2 separate regions of the Danio rerio genome follow, and region 1 is linked to region 2. Evidence: chromatin contacts called from public Hi-C data. All regions are on one chromosome and are shown on one strand. The core of a region is the stretch at or near the end of the contact, and the rest is flanking DNA. Distances in the headings are between cores, read along the strand shown. Region 1 overlaps lima1a (LIM domain and actin binding 1a). Region 2 holds the start of csad (cysteine sulfinic acid decarboxylase).

Region 1 (3,974 bases), core at 602-3,101, 47 kb after region 2:
TTAATTAATACATTTTTGCACATTTTATAATGAACATATTGCAATAAAAACATGAACAATCCCGTTTATAACACTAAAAAATAGACTTTGATTCGCTTGCTGCCTTCAGTAATGTCTACAATCCATCAAGTCACTATTTATTCATTTATTTTTCAAATCTGATTTTCATTCACAAGGTTTAATTAAAACTTTTAATGTCAGTTTGCTTTCTTGTTGCTCCAAAACAAATGTTAAATTAGAAATCACAATCTCTCCTAAAATCATTCCCACAAAAATTCCCCATCGTTCTCCTCTTCTCAGATGGTATGGAGGGCCAAATCAAAGGTTACCGTGGGCCAACTTTGAAGTTTAGGCATCCCTTGATATAGCTGAATGAATGACAAATGCTAGTGCATACCTTGCAGTATTTTCCTTTCTTGTCATAACTGAGTAAACGGATACAGTGCTACAGCTTATGTTTTTAGCTAGAACCACCTTGCTTCCCTAAAAGTAACAAAAAGTTTTTTTTTTATTCGTCTTTGGATGATTGCACAAATTATAGATCTTTTAGATGTAATTTGAGACCTAAATACAACCCAGAAGCGAAAAGCTAAAGGAGGCTATCAACACATTTTAATGGCTTCTTGACTACAATACAGTGTTTATTCATAAAGATTTTCACCATACGTTTGAGGAGGCCTGAGAGCAATTATAAACCAGTCTGCATAATCTAGTGGTTGGACCAGTTTAACTGTATGAAGTGATGATTTTTAATGTCTGAAAGCTTTTAGTCCCAAAAATATAGGTTAATCCTTAATTCAAAAAGGTATTACATATGTATTTTAGACAAATTTGTGTTGTAACCACAGATACAAACATTCAAAAAGCCCAATGGGGATGATGAAGTGAAGTTTCATAAACTAATTTCGAGAGGAGCACGTGATATGATTGTGCACCGCTGGTCACTCATCCGTAATCAGTAATAATCCAATCAGAATGATCCTAGCTTAGTATAAATGGATCACTTTCTCCTCATTGCCTCATCTCCTCATCTTCATTTTGGAAGAATCCCCCCTTCCACCCCATCTCCTCCTTTTTCTCCCCTTCTAAAGCGGGAGCGATCGAGACCTACCTGATCTCGGTTCTCCTGATATGCTTCTAGACCGGGCGGGAGCCCTGGGGGTTAAATATCTCCGAGCTCAGGGTTCTCTCCCGGGACAGCATGCCAAACCTGCTATAAGTGCCAAGCATATCTAAGTGGGAACTCTTGAAAAGTGCTAAGTTTTGGAGCTGCACACAAAAACACAGCTTACCTGCATCACATGGTTAAAATGCCATTTCAAAATGTTTTTCGTCTTCTCTGCATTATGTTTGACAAAATAATAATAGTTTGGTCAGTACAATGGGTGCCATTCACGACAAGTCCAGGGTGCATGAATACTTCAAAATGCTTATCTTGCTTTGTTTCTTATCTCTCTTTTTATATTTTGCCTCCCTCTTTTGGACAGTTTGGTGAACTACGCCTCTTTGCACAACAACGTCTACTGCAAGCCACACTACTGCCAGCTGTTTAAAGCCAAGGGCAACTACGATGAGGGTTTCGGCCACCGACCCCATAAGGAGCTTTGGGAAGGACGCCCCGAAGGAGCTGACGACCAAGTAAAGCTTTCACCTCAAGAAACGAGCCTAACAGTGGAGGAGTCTCCATTGGTCAAGGTCAACGTGCTTGCGGCCACTTTAGAGACCCGGACCCAGGCCACGTCAGAGAGGGTGGAGAAGCCATTGGAAACGGGACGACTCAAGATCTCCTGGCCTCCGCAGTCTGAAGGGGATGAGAGTGCAACCCACACAGTAACTGATGGCAGTGGAATCAAACCCATTCGCCCTAAATGGCCTCCAGAGGGCGACACTGTATCAAGCAATGTGGACCTGGAATCTGATCTTCCAAAGCTTCGCAGGAGCGTCTCCCTTAAGGAGAGAAGCAAACCGTTTTGCATCTTCAACTCCGCACCCGTCGCTCAACCCAAGAGATGCCAAAGATCTTTGTCAAATGAGAAACCAGACTCCGAGGAGGAAATGTCACCCGTGTCTTCCACCACAGACACCACCATTTCTTCTGAGGACATGACTGAACACAATCAGTCGGAGGAGGAGGACCAGGATAAGACCAAGGAGGATGAACAGATGGAGCATGAGGAGAAAGTTGATGTGCAGGAGGAGGAACTGTCTTCTCTGAAATGCAGCACGCCGGATAACAGCCCGCCATTGTCACCTGAGAGCGAGTCTGGATTGGATCCCGAAGAGAACCAGGCTTCGCAAGATGTTGGATTTTGGGATGGAGAAGAAGCGGAGGAAGACACCGCTGATGTCACTGTGGAGGACTTGATTAAGAGGAACCGTCATTATGATGATGAGGATGATGAAGATGTGGTCTGAGTCATAGATTAGATGGACTTTAATTTTCTCAGAAGCACCAGCATACTTTCATGTAGTCTCTTCATTGTGGGTCTGTCATTTTCGTGCAATTCTTCATGTTTTCGGCTTTTACATGTGCCTATAAATGTTACTGAACTGAAAAAAAAAACAAGTAGTTTTCAGGTTATTGGGAAGGTTTCTCTAGTCTAGATGGTATGCTAGAGCTCTCGATTTCTTCATGTCTAGTTTTATGAAATTGTATTTCCTTTGGTACCTTGTTGTTTTCTATATTTTCTATATTAATAGACCAGGATATTTTATTCTGCTGCTGTTCGTTTTCTGAACACTTGCATTTCGAAATGATTAAAAAAGAAAATATGATGGGGCCAATTTTAATGTTAAGTTCAAACACCCATGTTTTGTTCGATTGACACTATTATAATGCACTTCAATGTACTTTAAATGTTAAAACACTCTCCCCGCTGTACCACATTGAATTGGCAACCTATGAATGTTTTAGAATTTTCCAATTGTATTATTTAACTGCATTTTAAATGTCTTTTATTATGGGACCAAATACCTTGGGAAAACTTTTGTTTCAAATAAATTTACTTCTACAAAATCTTGAGCTTTGTTTTACTAGCGTGATCCTACAACTAACCGTTTTCTAGATAAGCAAGCATATTTTAACCGCTGGATATCATAGTGTAAACCACTTCATTTTAAAGAGAAGTGTAAAATTATGAGATTAATATGTGATCACAGTTGTAGTTGAATTTACTATTAAAATAAGTCCCTCCAGGATTTAGCATGGACTGTCTATCCATCTATCTATCCGTCTATCAAACCATCCATCAATCTATATCTGTCTCTCTGTCTGTGTCTGTCTATCTGTCTGTCCGTCCATCCGTCCATCCATCCATCCATCCATCCATCCACCCACCCACCCACCTACCTACCTACCTACCTACCGGTCTATCTGTATCCATCCACCATCCAACTATCGATCTATCCATCGAATGAAAATGAGTGACTTTGTGACTATTTTTATAAAGTTGTATTGTATTTAATTCTTGTTATTGCTGTGTAAATGCACAAAAACTAAAAAAAAAAAAGTAAGTCTTAGATGGATTCACAAAAACCTTGAGGGACTTTAAAATTAATCAGTCAAAGTTGCAAAACAACATAAGCATGTCAGACAAATATGATCAAAACAATGCTATTTTTTTCTGTCCCGGTAAAGCACAGGTGTCAAACTCAATTCCAAAAGGGCCGCAGCTCTGCACAGTTTAGTTCCAACCCTAATTAAACACACCTGATCAAACTAATTGAGTCCTTCAGGCTTGTTTGAAACCTACAGGTAAGTGTGTTGGAGCAGGGTTGGAACTAAACTGTGCAGGGCTTCGGCCCTCCAGGAATTGAGTTTGACACCTCTGCGGTAAAGGTTTAGTTCATTCCAATTCTCACTAGTGGCGTATTACCTGCCTATTATTAAGATATTGGTTGTTTATTTGTACTTCTACATAGTCGGCATGATGTTATTCTACAACTCTAATCTCAAAACCTACACTGTATAAAAT
Region 2 (3,676 bases), core at 756-3,255:
CAAGGGAATTTAGATTTCTCAGTTCATGACCCCTTTAAAAAAAGATCTATACAGGAAGACAACCAATAATCCACCTACAAGTTTTTACGCTGTATTTGGCCACATCTCGAACCCTCTGCAGCAGCTTCTCATGACATTCTCCATGATCCCGAAGTTCGAGGTCCAGGAGAGATCTCAGCTGATCTGGATCTTTCCACTCACAAACCTGTTGATGCAAAGACACACGGTTGTTAAGACTATTAGCAGATACTAGATAAGATAGGAAGCGCAAGGAGTTGTTAAATGAGATGGTAAATTCTTAAAAGACATGACCTTCTCCTTCAAGTCCCTTCCTTTGTTAAGAATTTCTTCCATGATTATGTTGAAAGCCTCAGTAAGGAACAGCTTCCCATCAGACTCGTCCATGTCTGATTCTTCCAGGTGGACGTGGCCATTCATATACTCTGAGATGAATTGAATATTTAGCATCAAATAAATTTTAAATGAAGTACTTCAAGAAAACAGCATCAAAAGTAATATGTTGAAATAAATTAATGTACAGCGGGTAATAGTATTTGTTTAATCACAATAGCACAACCACAATCACAATAAACTATCAATACACCAAATAATATTGGATGAAAGAACTATACACGTCTAAATTCAAAGTGACAAAATGCTTAACAACAAAATCACTTCTAAACGCATGTTTAAATCTAAAAAACATATATATATATATATATATATATATATATATATATATATATATATATACACATATATATATATACATATATATATATATATATATATATATATATATATATATATATATATATATATATATATATACACATATATATACACATATATATACATACATATATATACATATATATATACACACACACACACACACACACACACACACACACACACACACACACACACACACACACACACACACACACACACACACACACACACACACACACACACACACACACACACACACCGACAATAGTAAGTAGACCCCTCACAAATCTATTATCTATCAGATGAGTTAGTACTGAGGCCAAATCTGGAGCTTATCTAATAAAATAACTTAAGATATTGGTCAAAAAACTAGTAAACCCAAAATGTTATAGAAAATGTTATAGAAAAATCAAGAGAAGCAAAAAATAAAATCTTGATAAAATTGTTTAGATTGTATTTTTTTATATTTTGCAATATTTTGCTTGTACTCTTTTCGAAGGGTTTGTATACACGTTTCATTATATATTATGTGTTTGAATAATGTAATATAATTAGACATTATGTTTATCTCTCCTGGTTTAGGCTATCTGATGTCCCACATTTGATAAACTATTTAACTAGTTTAAGGTTGCCAAGCAACTTCGTGCATAATTCAGAACTCATTCCACATCCAATCAAAACGCAAAATCAGTTTTATAATTGGCGTCAAAAATTCCACAGCAACAATCGCGATAGTTTATGAGAAAAGACGTCGCGTCGCTCCAATTCTTTTTCTTTTCAGTAACATGACACCAATGAGCAAAATGGCTGTCAGAAAGAGTCAAAAACATTGGTTAAATGCAATGTTTGACTTAGTTAAGAATCAAGAAAGCTGCATATAGCTACATCGTTTTTTTCTATTGTTTAGCATGTTTTGCTATACAATTATGGTCTGTTACAGAGTTTACTCTCTAAACCAATTCCTGCAACGTGTGCAAAAGTTCCATACATCATCCATACATTGAGGGATACTCGAAAATAGCAGTTTCATGCATTTAAAAATCCAACTTCTAACATGATGAAAGCTTTCCACGCGTACAGCTAGAGTGAGTCATTACGTCACCAACACTTTAAATGCACAATTCAGCAAAACTAAGAAACACTTGCTACATTTTACAAATAGCCTAAATTACGCGTGCATTCAAAGCAGAACTAGCTTCTTACCTCCAGATGAACTCATGGTGATGTTTAATGTCGTTTCTGTACTCAGCACATGGAACTCAACTATAAGTAAAGGATGCCTCGGGACCCTCGGGGCTTTAATGCAGGGTCCAGCCTTCATATACGTGGATGCACACGCCCGATTCGTCATTCAAGTGACATCCTATAATTGGATTAGAATGATATGGGTGTGTCAACATAAAAATCAATCGTTAACTTTAAAATACACTACTTTCTAAATACCCAGGTGATATGATTAAGGCTATCTGTTACATGCAATTAAAGGGACAGTCCACCCAAATATGTCAATTCCGCCATCATTTGCTCATCCTCCACTTGTTTTAAACATATTTGAGTTTCTATTCTTCTGTTAAACACACTCACAGACAAATACATATATTCTCAGTAAAAGTTGCAAAATAAGAGCTGTTGATTTCCATTGTATTATCTGTTCTTATTATGGATGATAATAAAAGCTGATTTCCCCCATTCTTAAGCATTTCACAGAGGAAAAAGAGTTTACAACCACTTGTTTCTGATTTACTGTACATTTTTGGGGGGTGAACTATCTCTATAAATGTTTACAAGAGTAACACAATCAAGCATATTGAGAAAATCTCCAGTATTACCTTCAGCAAAGCCATTGGATGGTTTGGTTTTATCCTGCATCTTGGTTGATAATGCGAGCATATTTACTGAGCTAACACTGGCTCGCATACAAGCAACCAATAAGAAAGATCAATATAACAATTTTACATGTTATATAATGACACACACACACACACACACACACATTCATTAAAGTAATGCATGCTGCAAAACAGAGGTACAACGTTCAACATCTTCTAAACCCTGCAGTTTTGTTCTAAGTTCACATTAGACTGCGTTTGCTGACGAAAGAAAGATATATCCTTCCACGTATGTTTGTCAGATTGCACAATCATCCCACACACTCGCTCACAAGAGTAGAATGGAATGTCACAGGGTTCAAAAAAAGTCTATGGATCTGTTAAAAGAAGGGTTTCCTATGGAAAAAGGGACTTTTGAGCATTTGTATGCGGTATGTGACTGCTGTTTGATATTTCTTTAAAAAAACTGAAACACCAAACAGCACTGAAAGTTTTCCATTTTGATATCAGCCTCACGGTGATGTTTTTACATATGTTACAGCTCGTTTTTTAGTGCTTGCAAGAAAAGTTGCATGTTTTTTGGTTGTGAGAAGCATTGGCTAGCATCTAAACCAAAACCTACACAATAAATAATAAAAGCAAACCCTAAAGAAATGAAATTACAGAGGTAACAAACGCATTTTAAAAACATTTGAAGAGACTTCCAATTCTTTAGCATCAGAAATCCACACTCCAGAAGCCATATTTTATATCTCAAGCCTATAAAACAATAAACAAGATACTGTAAATCAGACAAATATCTAAAGTATACAATCAAATAAGCTATAAAACAATAAAGAAACAACCTCATAACCTTTCACATCTCAATGACAATCATTTAATTCTCTTTAGTTTCGTACAAAAGAAACAAACCATCACCAGAAGCATGATTAATGACAAATATAAAGTACAAAAACAAATAAAGTTCAAGGAGAATTTAACATAAGAGTCCAATTAATATAATCATTACATTTGAAATCTCTGCTCTCGCATCAAATTGCAATCAATTAAATAATAAAAAAAAACAATGTTTCCAAAAGTAAAAGATTCCATGAAGTCAGACAAGACTTGAT

Evidence for each region. A called contact is a pair of places that touch in the nucleus more often than the background predicts.
Region 1: a Hi-C map of gastrula embryo shows a contact between it and region 2, with 2.7 times the contacts expected there. The contact joins the enhancer-like site here to the promoter of csad in region 2. A contact is called at or near these places in 5 of 18 Hi-C or Micro-C datasets (caudal fin, embryo, gastrula embryo and 1 more) and 1 of 4 datasets of contacts at active chromatin or transcription factors (caudal fin).

Annotation. Positions count from the first base shown.
Region 1 is chr23:39,595,885-39,599,858 of GRCz12tu, forward strand. It overlaps lima1a (LIM domain and actin binding 1a), which reads left to right. Exons shown (of 11, transcript NM_131664.1): 11 at 1,488-3,023. The coding sequence ends at 2,415. Among named protein-coding and RNA genes, the nearest start is that of lima1a, 38 kb to the left of the region's middle. Within about 2 kb of position 1,852, at least 3 of the 62 cell types and tissues checked have an H3K27ac peak or open chromatin away from gene starts, as enhancers often do.
Region 2 is chr23:39,548,659-39,552,334 of GRCz12tu, forward strand. It overlaps csad (cysteine sulfinic acid decarboxylase), which reads right to left and starts at 2,006. Exons shown (of 14, transcript NM_001007348.2): 1 at 1,939-2,006; 2 at 313-443; 3 at 79-205. The coding sequence starts at 1,954. zgc:174906 reads right to left here. Exons shown (of 4, transcript NM_001115057.1): 4 at 3,417-3,676.